3 separate regions of the Mus musculus genome follow, and regions 1 and 2 are each linked to region 3. A link is a contact called in public Hi-C and HiChIP or PLAC-seq data. All regions are on one chromosome and are shown on one strand. The core of a region is the stretch at or near the end of the contact, and the rest is flanking DNA. Distances in the headings are between cores, read along the strand shown. Region 1 overlaps Rad18 (RAD18 E3 ubiquitin protein ligase). Region 2 overlaps Rad18 (RAD18 E3 ubiquitin protein ligase). Region 3 holds the start of Oxtr (oxytocin receptor).

Region 1 (3,373 bases), core at 346-2,845, 180 kb before region 3:
TGTTCAGGTTTTTTTTAGTTCTTTATATATTATAGATTCTAACCCTCTATCAGATTTCATATTCTGAAGATGACCACTTTGCTCGAATGATGGTGTCTTGTTATACTAAAGCTTTTAACTTCATAACAAATGAAGTCCCATTTGTTAATTGTTGGTCTTAGTGCCTATGTTGTTGATGTCCAGATCAGAAATTGCTCTCCTGTGCATATGAGTTCAAGCTCATTCCCTACTTTCTGATCTATAAGATCCCTATATCTTGTCTTACAATGAGGCTCTTGATACATTTGGAATTGAGTTTTGTGCAGGGTGATGGATGTGGATCTGTTTTTATTCTACCCGCAGCTATCCAGTTTGACCAGCATTATTTGTTGGAGATGCTCTCTTTCCTCCAGTGTGCATTTTTAGTTTCTTAATAAAAAATTAGGTGTTTATAGGTATGTGGAATTGTCCCAAGGTCTTCGGTTCTGTTCTATTGATCAATACATCTCTTTATGTCAATGCCATGTGTTTTAAATTACTGATGCTCTCTATAATACAGTTTGAAATCTGGACTGGTGATACTTCCAGCAGTTCTTTTATTGTTCAGGATTGTTTTGGCTATCTTGGATTTTGTTTCTAATGTAATATTCTTAATATAGAAACATACTTTAACTGATAAAATGGACTTCAAGAATTAGAAAAGAGATTCATGTGAGCTTCAGAGCAGAAAGAAGAAATGACATGGACACCTGAAAAATCAGACTGCCTAAGAAATTTGTCTTCTTGTTTTCTTGTATTTTTTGTTTCTAGGAAACATAAACAACGGGTCTCTTTGTGGTGCTTTCATACATTTACATCATTGAACTTTGCCCATGTTCCCCCATCACCCCATCCTTTGTAGATGGCTGTTTTCCTCTACCAAAATTCCCCATTAGTATTTTACTTGAAGAGCCTTACCTGCACAGAAAGGTAGACAAAATGGTACTACCCATTACTGTCAAAGATTTATTACCTGATGCAATCTCCCGCCACCTTTTTATCTCCTGTGTTTTGATTTTTGGCATTTTCATTTTTATTTTTTTCTCAACTATTTGAAGTTGGATACATATGCTTTACAAATTTTATTGGGATGTTTCTATTTATGGGAAGAAACAAAACTTTAAATCTCTTCACAAATGAGTCTCAACTTGGCTTAAAATACATAACTATGCCAAGCTACTTATTATAACATGAACATTTGTTAAGTTATATAAACAACGAGGGCTGTGTAGATGGCTAAGCAGGTAAGGTCACTTGGTGTATAAGCATGAGAACTTGAGTTCAAATCTCAGCACTCATGTGAAAAATCTCGCATGGCTATCTACATGCCTGTAACTCCAGTGCTGTGGGGGGTGGGGGGGACGACAGAAGGATTCCTGAGGCTTTCTGCTCACCAGCTGAGCTTCAGGTTTAGTGAGAGACCCTCTCTCAAGAAAATAAGGCAGAGAGTGGACAGCAGAACACTCGGTGTTCTCAGGTCTTCTCATGTGCACAAGCGTGCACATCATACCTACATGCATGTAATACCACACACACACTCAGGCACATATCCTAACTTATATAAACAATCTCTCAGATTTCACCGTAATATTGTTAAAGTAGAAAACAGTATTTAACCACGGTGGGATTTCCTTCCTGGATGCCACTGGTTTTGAGTCAAAGGTTGCCCCCTTCCTTTTTTTAATTAGAATCCGTTGATGAGAAAGAAGTGCTGAGTAAGAGTGTACTGTTGATCATACGGTCTGAGGCAGGGGACAAACATGCGGGTTACACACAAAGGCAATGGCTTCCTCTGTTTGAAAAAAACACAGTTGAGATTTTTGAAACTTGTGCATTGATTTCTGTTTTTGTCATTTTGGATGGATGGAATTCTGAATATTCTTCTTTTTTGTAGGTCATGGTTTTTACAAAGAACCAAACAGAGAAGGAAATTGAGGAAGTTCACAGTGAATATCGTAAGTTGTGAAACATGTGTTTATTGTAAGGAACTTAAGTTGCTATTTTACATCTTTAGTAATTAAAAAAATGGTGGTTTTTATTGTTCAGATAATCTTGTTAGTGCTGCTTCAGAGACTGCGTTTTAGTGGGGTGTCTATGTGGTGCCTGCCTTTTAAGATCTGTGACTAACGTTCAGCTTTGAGCTCATCATCACCAAGAACTTGGCAAGTACGAGTTAGTTCTCAGAAAGCACTATGTGAGAAGATGGTGCAGGCAGGCATAGAAGCATGTGGACTGCACCGTGTCCCGGCCTGCAGAGACAGCTCTTCTGTACGGAGGGACAGCACTTCTGTGCCCCAGGCCTGCAGGGACAGCTCTTCCATGGCTAAAAGATTTGTGTCAAAAATGGGTTTCCTTCTCTCGTTAGCATCTTCGCATGCGTTATCATTCCCTCTCCCTGAAGTGGGCTGTCTGTGTGAATCTTTGCCAGGTGACTGACACCTTACTGCTTTTGTTAACTGGGTAGTTGTTATTTCTTTACTTAGTTGATGGTTTCATTTTTTATTTCTTAGGTTTTTTTCCTGAGACTGAGACAGAGTCTATTTGTATGGCCCTGGCTGTTCCTGAACTTGCTACATAGACCTGGCTGGCTTAGAACAGAGATCTGCCTGCCTCTTTAATTTTAATTTAATTTAATTTTTGCAGTGTTACGGATTGAATTTAAGGTCTTGCATGTAGTAGGCTAGCATTCCTGGAAGAGTTACATCTCTAACCTCAAATTTAATGAGGACTGAAATTGCTTATTGCTCTGGGTCCTGGCTAATTCTCTTTCTCGTTTTTCCAACCTTCTTCTCTCTCCCTCCCATTCCCCCTCTCTCTTTCTCTGTCTATTTTCGTTTATTGAGAATGGGTCCAGTGTTACTTGGCAGGTCAGTAATGTAGCCAAAACAAAACAAGACAAAAAAAACCAGAAACAAAGCAAACCATAAAATTTTCTCCCTCTCCAAAATGTAAAAATAAATGTACAAGTCTACTCTATAGATGGAGTAACAAATTTGACTTACTTTCCTCTATTTAAAAAAAATGAATCTGATGAAATAATAAGTTAACATTTGTTTTAGATGCTGGCAAACAGGTAGCACAGGGCTGTGTGAGCGAAAACAAGATGAGAAGCACCATAGTCTGCTGGCAGTTATCAGGTAATACTGATAGTATTAATAGTGGGAGCCTGTTACTAACTACCAGGGACTGAGACAGACATCATAGTTCTTGGAAGCTAAGGTGGTCAGGATCGTTGGCTTTCTGAGTACTGGATGACAAGCATGCCTTGACATGCCCATCTAGGCTTCACTATTTAATTTTGTCATTTCTTGGTGCCATATGATGGAATCTTATGATATAGCTGTCTGCATCACTG
Region 2 (3,433 bases), core at 188-2,687, 130 kb before region 3:
CCTCTCTGGTGTTGGTGAAGCTGTCGGGCCAACTAATCGTTTGCCCTTGGTTCTCTTAGGGCTTTCCTAATTCTTGACGTATTCTTGATGCCTTCAGATCTATGAGAACCAACAGCAGTGTTTCCATGCCGTACTTTCTGTTCCTGGTCCCCTTGTGGTGTATTTACTCCTACGCATGTTAAATGGCTGCAGATTGGCAGCCGGTGATCGTGCTTGTTTGATGTAGGAAGCTTCCTTAATATTTCTTATGTTATTTCTTAATTGTATTAGCCACCAGTCCTCCTAGCTTTTGTCTGTGATGTCTCTTCTCAGCTTTCATCTTTAAAAGCTGTTTTTGCTGGGAGCGGCTTCTAGGTTGACAGTTTTTCTTCTGGCACTTTCAAGCCACCACTGCGTCACCTCAAGGCCTGTCTGGTTTGTGATGCGAAGCCTACTGGAAATCTTATTTATCCCTCTATGGAATGTCCTTTAGCTCTGTCTGCCTTCAAAGATTTTCAGCACTTTGAATATGTATCTAGGTGTTTACTGTTTGTTATTTGTTAATGGGGGCAGGGCTAACTAACTAGCTTTAGTCTATTTGATGTCTTTAATTGATTTTTAGAAAACTCAGTATTGTAATTAATTTTATAGTCATTTCTTCTTCAGGGATTCTAGTCATGTACACACACATGCAATTTTTTTCTGTTTTAGTTTGGACTTAAATTTTTTTTTTTTTTTTTTTTTTTACTTATATGTATGTATGTGTGTAAGAGAGGGTGTTTGTGTCATGTGTGCGCAGGTTGCGGGTGAAGAGAACATTGAATCCCCTGGAACTGGAGTTAAAGGTGGTTAAGAGCTCCCTTCTGTGTTCAGGAGCAAGCGCTCTTAACCACTGAGCCATCTCTTCAGCCCCCAGTTTGATGTTTTTTGCTGACATATCTTTTAAATTTACTGTATCATTCATCAGTTTCATACTTTATACGTAATTGTCCTTTAAAGAAGCATTTCTTCTCTGATGCTTTAGAACTTTTCAGTGTTTCCATTTGATTTGTTCATATCATTTCCATGTCTGTGGGAGTTCTCTGGATGTTCCTTTTCTTTTGTGTTAGAGCCCTCAGTGTATATCACTGGTCATAGTTATGTTTGAGGTCATGTGGTCTGGTGGGCCCAGTATTTGGGCTGCCTCTGCATCAGTTGCTTTGTGCATGACAGTAGGGTCTCTTTCTTGATTGTTCTTTGTCTTCATTTTTAGCCTAAGACTGAACATCCTGTGTAGGATGCCTGAGATCGAGCTAAATAATGTTTGTGCCTAGAAAAGAGCCTACTTCTGTCTAACCAGTAATGTGGGGAGTTGAGCCAGGCGATCTGGGAGTTGGCCTGGTTGGGTTTTAGTGGTTGCTCTGACTGCCTTCGCCAAAGAATCCGTGAGATCATCAGCTCTTGTTTTTCCATCAGAAGCTCAGAGACTTTTGTCTGAGTTCCAGGGACCAGTGCATTCCTATTCTTCACAGAAGAGAAGCATCCTGGGAGGGAGACATGCTTTCTGCCTCCCTCCTGGCTGTCTCAATAGGCACTCCTATTTCTGGCCTGTTTTAGGCTTCCTCTTGAGTACCCAGCAGAAGAGTAAGGCTTATTTATAAGTGCGTGTGGACTCACATGTTTGTCTTGTACTTAAGAAGCCAAACCAGCCTGGCCTACATTGTTTTCAGGTGAGCCAGAGCTACATAATAAGACTCTATCTCAACAAAACAAACAATAGCAGCAACAAAGTTAATGGTAAAAGAAAAAAAAATATGTGCTTAATATATTAAAGCCCAGGATTCCTTCCATTCCCAACATCAGAATAAACGATGAAAGAAAAAACTCCTGAGAAGTTTAGCTTAGTGCACAGTATCACAGCATCCCTCTTGCTCCCTTCCTCCCTCTTCTCTCTCTCTCTCTCTCTCTCTCTCTCTCTCTCTCTCTCTCTCTCTCTCTCTCTGTCTCTGTCTCTGTCATTATCTGATGTTCTGCCCAAAGTGAGGGAATTTGTGTGGCCCATCTATCTGTAAAGGGGGACTTGGGTTTTGTTTGGTGTGTGTGTGTGTGTGAGTCAGAGAGACAGACAGGATTTCTCACTGGCCTAGAACTCAATAAATAAGTTAGGCCTGCTTTCAGTGAGCCTCAGCCCAAGGCTCTATCCACCTATCCACCTCCCAGTCCTGGGATTACAAGTACTTGGCTTTTTAATGTAGGTTTGTCCTAGTGAAGGTTTCTGTTAACTGTGAAGAGACACCATGACCATGGCTACTCATATAAAGGAAGGTGTTTAATTGGGGCGGGCTTACAGTTTCAGAGATTTAGTCTGTTATCATGGCAGGAAGCATGGCAGCATGCAGGCAGACATGGTGCTGGAGAAGTAGCTGAGAGTTCTACATCTGAACCTGCAGGCAACAGGAAGAGGGCCAACACTGGGCCTGCCTGGGGCTTTTGAAACCTCAAAGCTCACCCCTCTCCCCACCCCACATACACACCCAATGATACACTTCTTCCTACAAGGCCACACCTCTTAATCCTTCTCAAGTACTGCTACTACCTGATGACTAAGCATTCAATTCTGGGAGCCTCTGGGGGCCATTCTTATTCAGACCACCACCGAGGTCTAGGGAAGGAACTCAAGATTTCCATGACTTAGTTATCTCCCCAGCTCTGTTATTTTGAGACCAAGTCTGGATATAGTATTTGTACCTTCTTCCAGGATAGCCTAGAACTCACAATGGAGGCCAGGATGTAGTCAAAACCACATTTTCCTTCCTCTGCCTCCCAAGTACTAGAATTATAGCTATACCACTCAGCTTTTGACTCAGGTATGTACGCAGCTTTTTAAAGCTACGGGTTTTTGATTCAAGGGAAAGACTCTTTTCTTTGGTCCTTATAAGTTCATTGTTCTCATACTTAACACAATAAGAATGATATAGTAATAATTCAAATTATAGGTTTGTCTTTAGAAGAGAGGCAACTGTGGGTTTTAACGAAGTCATGAATGTGAAAGTAACTGCTTAGTATACTAGGAGTTCCCACAGAGTATGACTGTTGTTTTCTGATATGCCATTTCTTTTCTTGTTTTCAGAAATGATCAAAACAGAGAAGTCAGCCCACAACAGACTCGCCGCACTAGAGCCAGTGAATGTGTTGAGATTGAACCAAGAAACAAGCGGAATAAGAATTAGTATGGGCTTTGTGCCAGCTTTCCGTACAGTGACCTGAATATGATATTGTTATTGCCATGTATGGCTTCATATTTAACAATATCCAAGGAAGACTTTTAAGTCTAAATGTAATAGTTAATTTATTTTCATGCTTCTTTGCCTTCCTGAACAACAACAAAACAAACACACACACACACACACACACAAACAAAAACCAAAAACAAACAAACAAAAAAACGTGAAATGTTCTGAAATGACTCTTCTTA
Region 3 (3,442 bases), core at 612-3,111:
GGTGGCCTTTGGCCCACTGAGAAGCAGAATAACCTTATACGCAGACAGACGGACTGGGGGTGGGGCGGGGATACAGGGTGTGTGTGTGTGTGTGTGTTTGTGTGTGTGTGTGTGTGTGTGTGTGAGAGAGAGAGAGAGAGAGAGAGAGAGAGAGAGGGAGAGAGAGACAGAGAGACAGAGAGAGTCAGAGAGACAGAGAGAGAGAGATTTCCATCATAAAGAGCCTAAAATAAAGATTTCTCTCAAGGCTGGTGGGAGGGGCAGACATCTCCCATTTCTTCTTAAAGCGAATGTGAGCAAAGCGAGTCCAAAGACAGAACTTAAGCTGAGCTCTCTTTAAAAAGATGTAAAGGAAAAAAAAAAACCGAAAAGGCGAAGAAATGCGTCTTTATTACAATTTACTCAGGGAAAAACAAATGTCACTTTCCAAGGTTCCTATATCTCTGAGAACGTCAAGAGCTAAACCGAGAGAGGAAGGAGCTAGGTGGGTTGTTTGGGAATTTTAAGCTACTATGAAATAAATCTGAGCGACTACCGGGTTAGCTGACCCGGATCACTGGGATCGCCGCGGCCGGTTTGCTCTGCCCCCTAGCGGACATATGTGGTGCCGCAGCTCAGGGTTCCCGTTGTGGAAAAGCTTCAGACAGCGCCGCGCGCTGACTCGGTCAGCTCACAGCCTGGCTGGCGCTCTCCCCTTGCCTTCCTAAGGCATCCAGCCACCAGCAAAGCCGCAGGCTAGGTAGGAGTTTGCAAAGACGCCGAGATCTCTACCCCTGGTGGCACGGAGGGTGGCGCCAGCAGCTTTCCCAATCTGGGCGGAGAATCCATGCATCTCTGAGGCCATCCACTGTGGTGCAACTTCCCCGGTGGCAAGGCAACTTTGGGCTAACCTGCAGTCTCGCTTCAAGTGGCTGGGTCCTGCGCACTGTGGCGACAGGATGCCTAGGACCTACCTGTAGGACCCTCAGGTTCGGAGGGAAGGATCTGGCGCGTTTCACGTCTCTGGTTCCGGGAGGTGCTCAGGGTGTACCGAGAGAGACTGAAAAGTGACAGCTTGGACGAAGGTGCAAAGCCCCTGACTGTCGGGGCTCCTGGGCTGGGGATTCTGTGAAAGGCGTCCTCTGGGGTCTTTGGCATAGCAGCCTTGCGTTGCGCGGGGGTGGGGGTGGGGGTGGGGGTGGGTGGGAGGTAAGGAGGGGGCACTATGCTCGCAGGCGGGAGTCCCTCCGGAAGCAAGCGGCGTTGGGAAGTTGTGGGAGCTGGGGCTGAGTCTTGGAAGCAGGAGGTGAAGAAGGATGGGCTTTTGGGGGGACCCCAGGAAGATGTACCCGTAGTAAAGCTTTTTACTACGGGGGCTGGCTTCGGGGATCCCTTAGGGCGTGGCTGTGCTGTGTCCTGACAGGAGAGGTGTAGGTTTGGGGGTTCTCTGTGGGGAGAGGCTGCTGGGGGTGTGTGTCCTTGTTCTTGGGCAGAGTGGTTAATCGCAAGCTTCCTCTCTGCAGGCAGAGCGGCTGACTCTTTCCTGGGACCTAAGCGCAGGGGCATCTGCAGAAGCTCAAAGGAGGTACCTCAAACTAGGATTCCTACGGTCACCACCGAGAAGTCACCACCACTGCGCAGCTCCAAGGCTGGGCTGGTGCACTGAGACTCAGGTAACTTCAAATTCCCAGGGAGGGGACACACACGCCCCACTCGCGGGTCCTAAGTGAAGCGCAACGGTCTTGTCACGGTTCTCCTGGTTTGTTTCAGGGAGAGGACAGGCAGGTCAGTGCCAGAGTGCTCCCATAGACACCTGGACTGAGCGCCGGGCCCCGCCCCACGTGCCACACTTTAAAGAGCCTCAAGGCCGGGTGCTCCCTCAGGGTCGCGGTCGCGGTCGCGGTTGGTCATGGAGGGCACGCCCGCAGCCAACTGGAGTATCGAGTTGGACCTCGGGAGTGGAGTGCCACCAGGGGCGGAGGGTAACCTCACGGCCGGGCCGCCACGACGCAACGAGGCCCTGGCGCGCGTGGAGGTGGCGGTCCTGTGTCTCATACTGTTCCTGGCTCTGAGTGGCAACGCGTGCGTGCTGCTGGCGCTGCGTACGACGCGCCACAAGCACTCGCGCCTCTTCTTTTTCATGAAGCACCTGAGCATCGCCGACCTGGTGGTGGCCGTGTTCCAGGTTCTCCCGCAGCTGCTGTGGGACATCACCTTCCGCTTCTACGGGCCCGACCTGCTGTGTCGTCTGGTCAAATACTTGCAGGTGGTGGGCATGTTCGCCTCCACCTACCTGCTGTTGCTGATGTCGCTCGACCGCTGCCTGGCCATCTGCCAGCCGCTGCGCTCACTGCGCCGCCGAACCGACCGCCTGGCGGTGCTGGCGACGTGGCTCGGCTGCCTGGTGGCCAGCGTGCCGCAGGTGCACATTTTCTCGCTGCGCGAAGTGGCGGACGGCGTCTTCGATTGCTGGGCGGTCTTCATCCAGCCCTGGGGACCCAAGGCCTACGTCACGTGGATCACGCTCGCCGTCTACATTGTACCGGTCATCGTGCTGGCCGCCTGCTATGGTCTCATCAGCTTCAAGATCTGGCAGAATCTGCGACTCAAGACGGCAGCCGCGGCGGCAGCTGCCGAGGGGAGTGACGCAGCCGGTGGAGCTGGCCGTGCGGCGTTGGCACGGGTCAGTAGTGTCAAGCTTATCTCCAAGGCCAAAATCCGCACAGTGAAGATGACCTTCATCATTGTTCTGGCCTTCATCGTGTGCTGGACGCCTTTCTTCTTCGTGCAGATGTGGAGCGTCTGGGACGTCAATGCGCCCAAAGAAGGTAGTGAGGGTGGAGAGGAAGAGGGTGGCAGGGCCAGGCCCTACTTCCACTATCTCTGGACTCCCAGGGTTCTAGGGTCTTTCTGGTTCCACATCATCATCAGTCTCTGGTGGCACTCCACTCCCGAGGTCCATCAGTCTCTGGACTTTGAGGAGGTCACTTCTCTGTGTCTCCAGGACTACAGCATAGAAATACCCACGAGAGTGCAAACTCTTGCCAGAAGGCAGGCAAGAACTCCAGTGCAGGCCTGGGGCAACTTTCAGTGTGAAAATTCTTATTGAGGAGGGGGAAACTGAGGCAGGCGACTGTCTTTCCTACAGAGAGACAGAATGGAAGTGGGTTTTCATCCTGACCACAGGCTCAGGCTTTCTCTACTTTGAGTTTAATTTATGAGTTTAAGTCAGCCTGAGCACAGAAAGTCCGGATTGGATAGGGTCAACCTAAGAAAAGAACAGTTGGTCCCGTGAAAGCTGACTGGGTGTCCAGTGAAAGCTGAATAGGTCTTCTAAGGGACCGCTGGAGAGGTCAAGACAATTCCAGAGTGTCTCGTGTGGCAGAAGTAAAGGAGAGGTGAGTAGGTTAGAGGACAGAGATAGGTCTGGGGTGACAAGGGAGGGAGCCAAGGGGACAGTGGT

What was found. A called contact is a pair of places that touch in the nucleus more often than the background predicts. HiChIP or PLAC-seq counts read pairs in DNA pulled down with a chosen protein or histone mark.
Region 1: a contact with region 3 is called in an H3K4me3 HiChIP or PLAC-seq map of bone marrow-derived macrophages, with 4 times the contacts expected there. The contact joins the enhancer-like site here to the promoter of Oxtr in region 3. A contact is called at or near these places in 6 of 39 promoter capture datasets (the HPC-7 cell line, HPC-7-derived erythroid cells, cranial neural crest and 4 more), 9 of 484 Hi-C or Micro-C datasets (bone marrow-derived macrophages, cerebral cortex, cortical neurons and 4 more), 2 of 115 datasets of contacts at active chromatin or transcription factors (bone marrow-derived macrophages and stem cell-derived neural progenitor cells) and 2 of 9 other capture datasets (adipose tissue and macrophages).
Region 2: a contact with region 3 is called in a Hi-C map of uterus, with 6 times the contacts expected there. The contact joins the enhancer-like site here to the promoter of Oxtr in region 3. A contact is called at or near these places in 5 of 39 promoter capture datasets (3T3-L1-derived adipocytes, the HPC-7 cell line, cranial neural crest and 2 more), 18 of 484 Hi-C or Micro-C datasets (the HL-1 cell line, the N1E-115 cell line, bone marrow-derived macrophages and 9 more), 6 of 115 datasets of contacts at active chromatin or transcription factors (astrocytes, bone marrow-derived macrophages, embryonic stem cells and 2 more) and 2 of 9 other capture datasets (liver and pancreatic islet).

Annotation. Positions count from the first base shown.
Region 1 is chr6:112,663,878-112,667,250 of GRCm38.p6, reverse strand. It overlaps Rad18 (RAD18 E3 ubiquitin protein ligase), which reads left to right. Exons shown (of 12, transcript NM_021385.2): 9 at 1,913-1,973. Among named protein-coding and RNA genes, the nearest start is that of Gm35824, 31 kb to the left of the region's middle. Within about 2 kb of position 1,595, at least 7 of the 459 cell types and tissues checked have an H3K27ac peak or open chromatin away from gene starts, as enhancers often do. A contact at or near this core is called in bone marrow-derived macrophages, where this site is marked.
Region 2 is chr6:112,620,560-112,623,992 of GRCm38.p6, reverse strand. Rad18 (RAD18 E3 ubiquitin protein ligase) reads left to right here. Exons shown (of 12, transcript NM_021385.2): 12 at 3,089-3,433. The coding sequence ends at 3,188. Among named protein-coding and RNA genes, the nearest start is that of Gm23002, 29 kb to the right of the region's middle. Within about 2 kb of position 1,437, at least 14 of the 459 cell types and tissues checked have an H3K27ac peak or open chromatin away from gene starts, as enhancers often do. A contact at or near this core is called in astrocytes and uterus, where this site is marked.
Region 3 is chr6:112,488,244-112,491,685 of GRCm38.p6, reverse strand. It overlaps Oxtr (oxytocin receptor), which reads left to right and starts at 1,861. Exons shown (of 2, transcript NM_001081147.2): 1 at 1,861-2,807. The coding sequence starts at 1,889.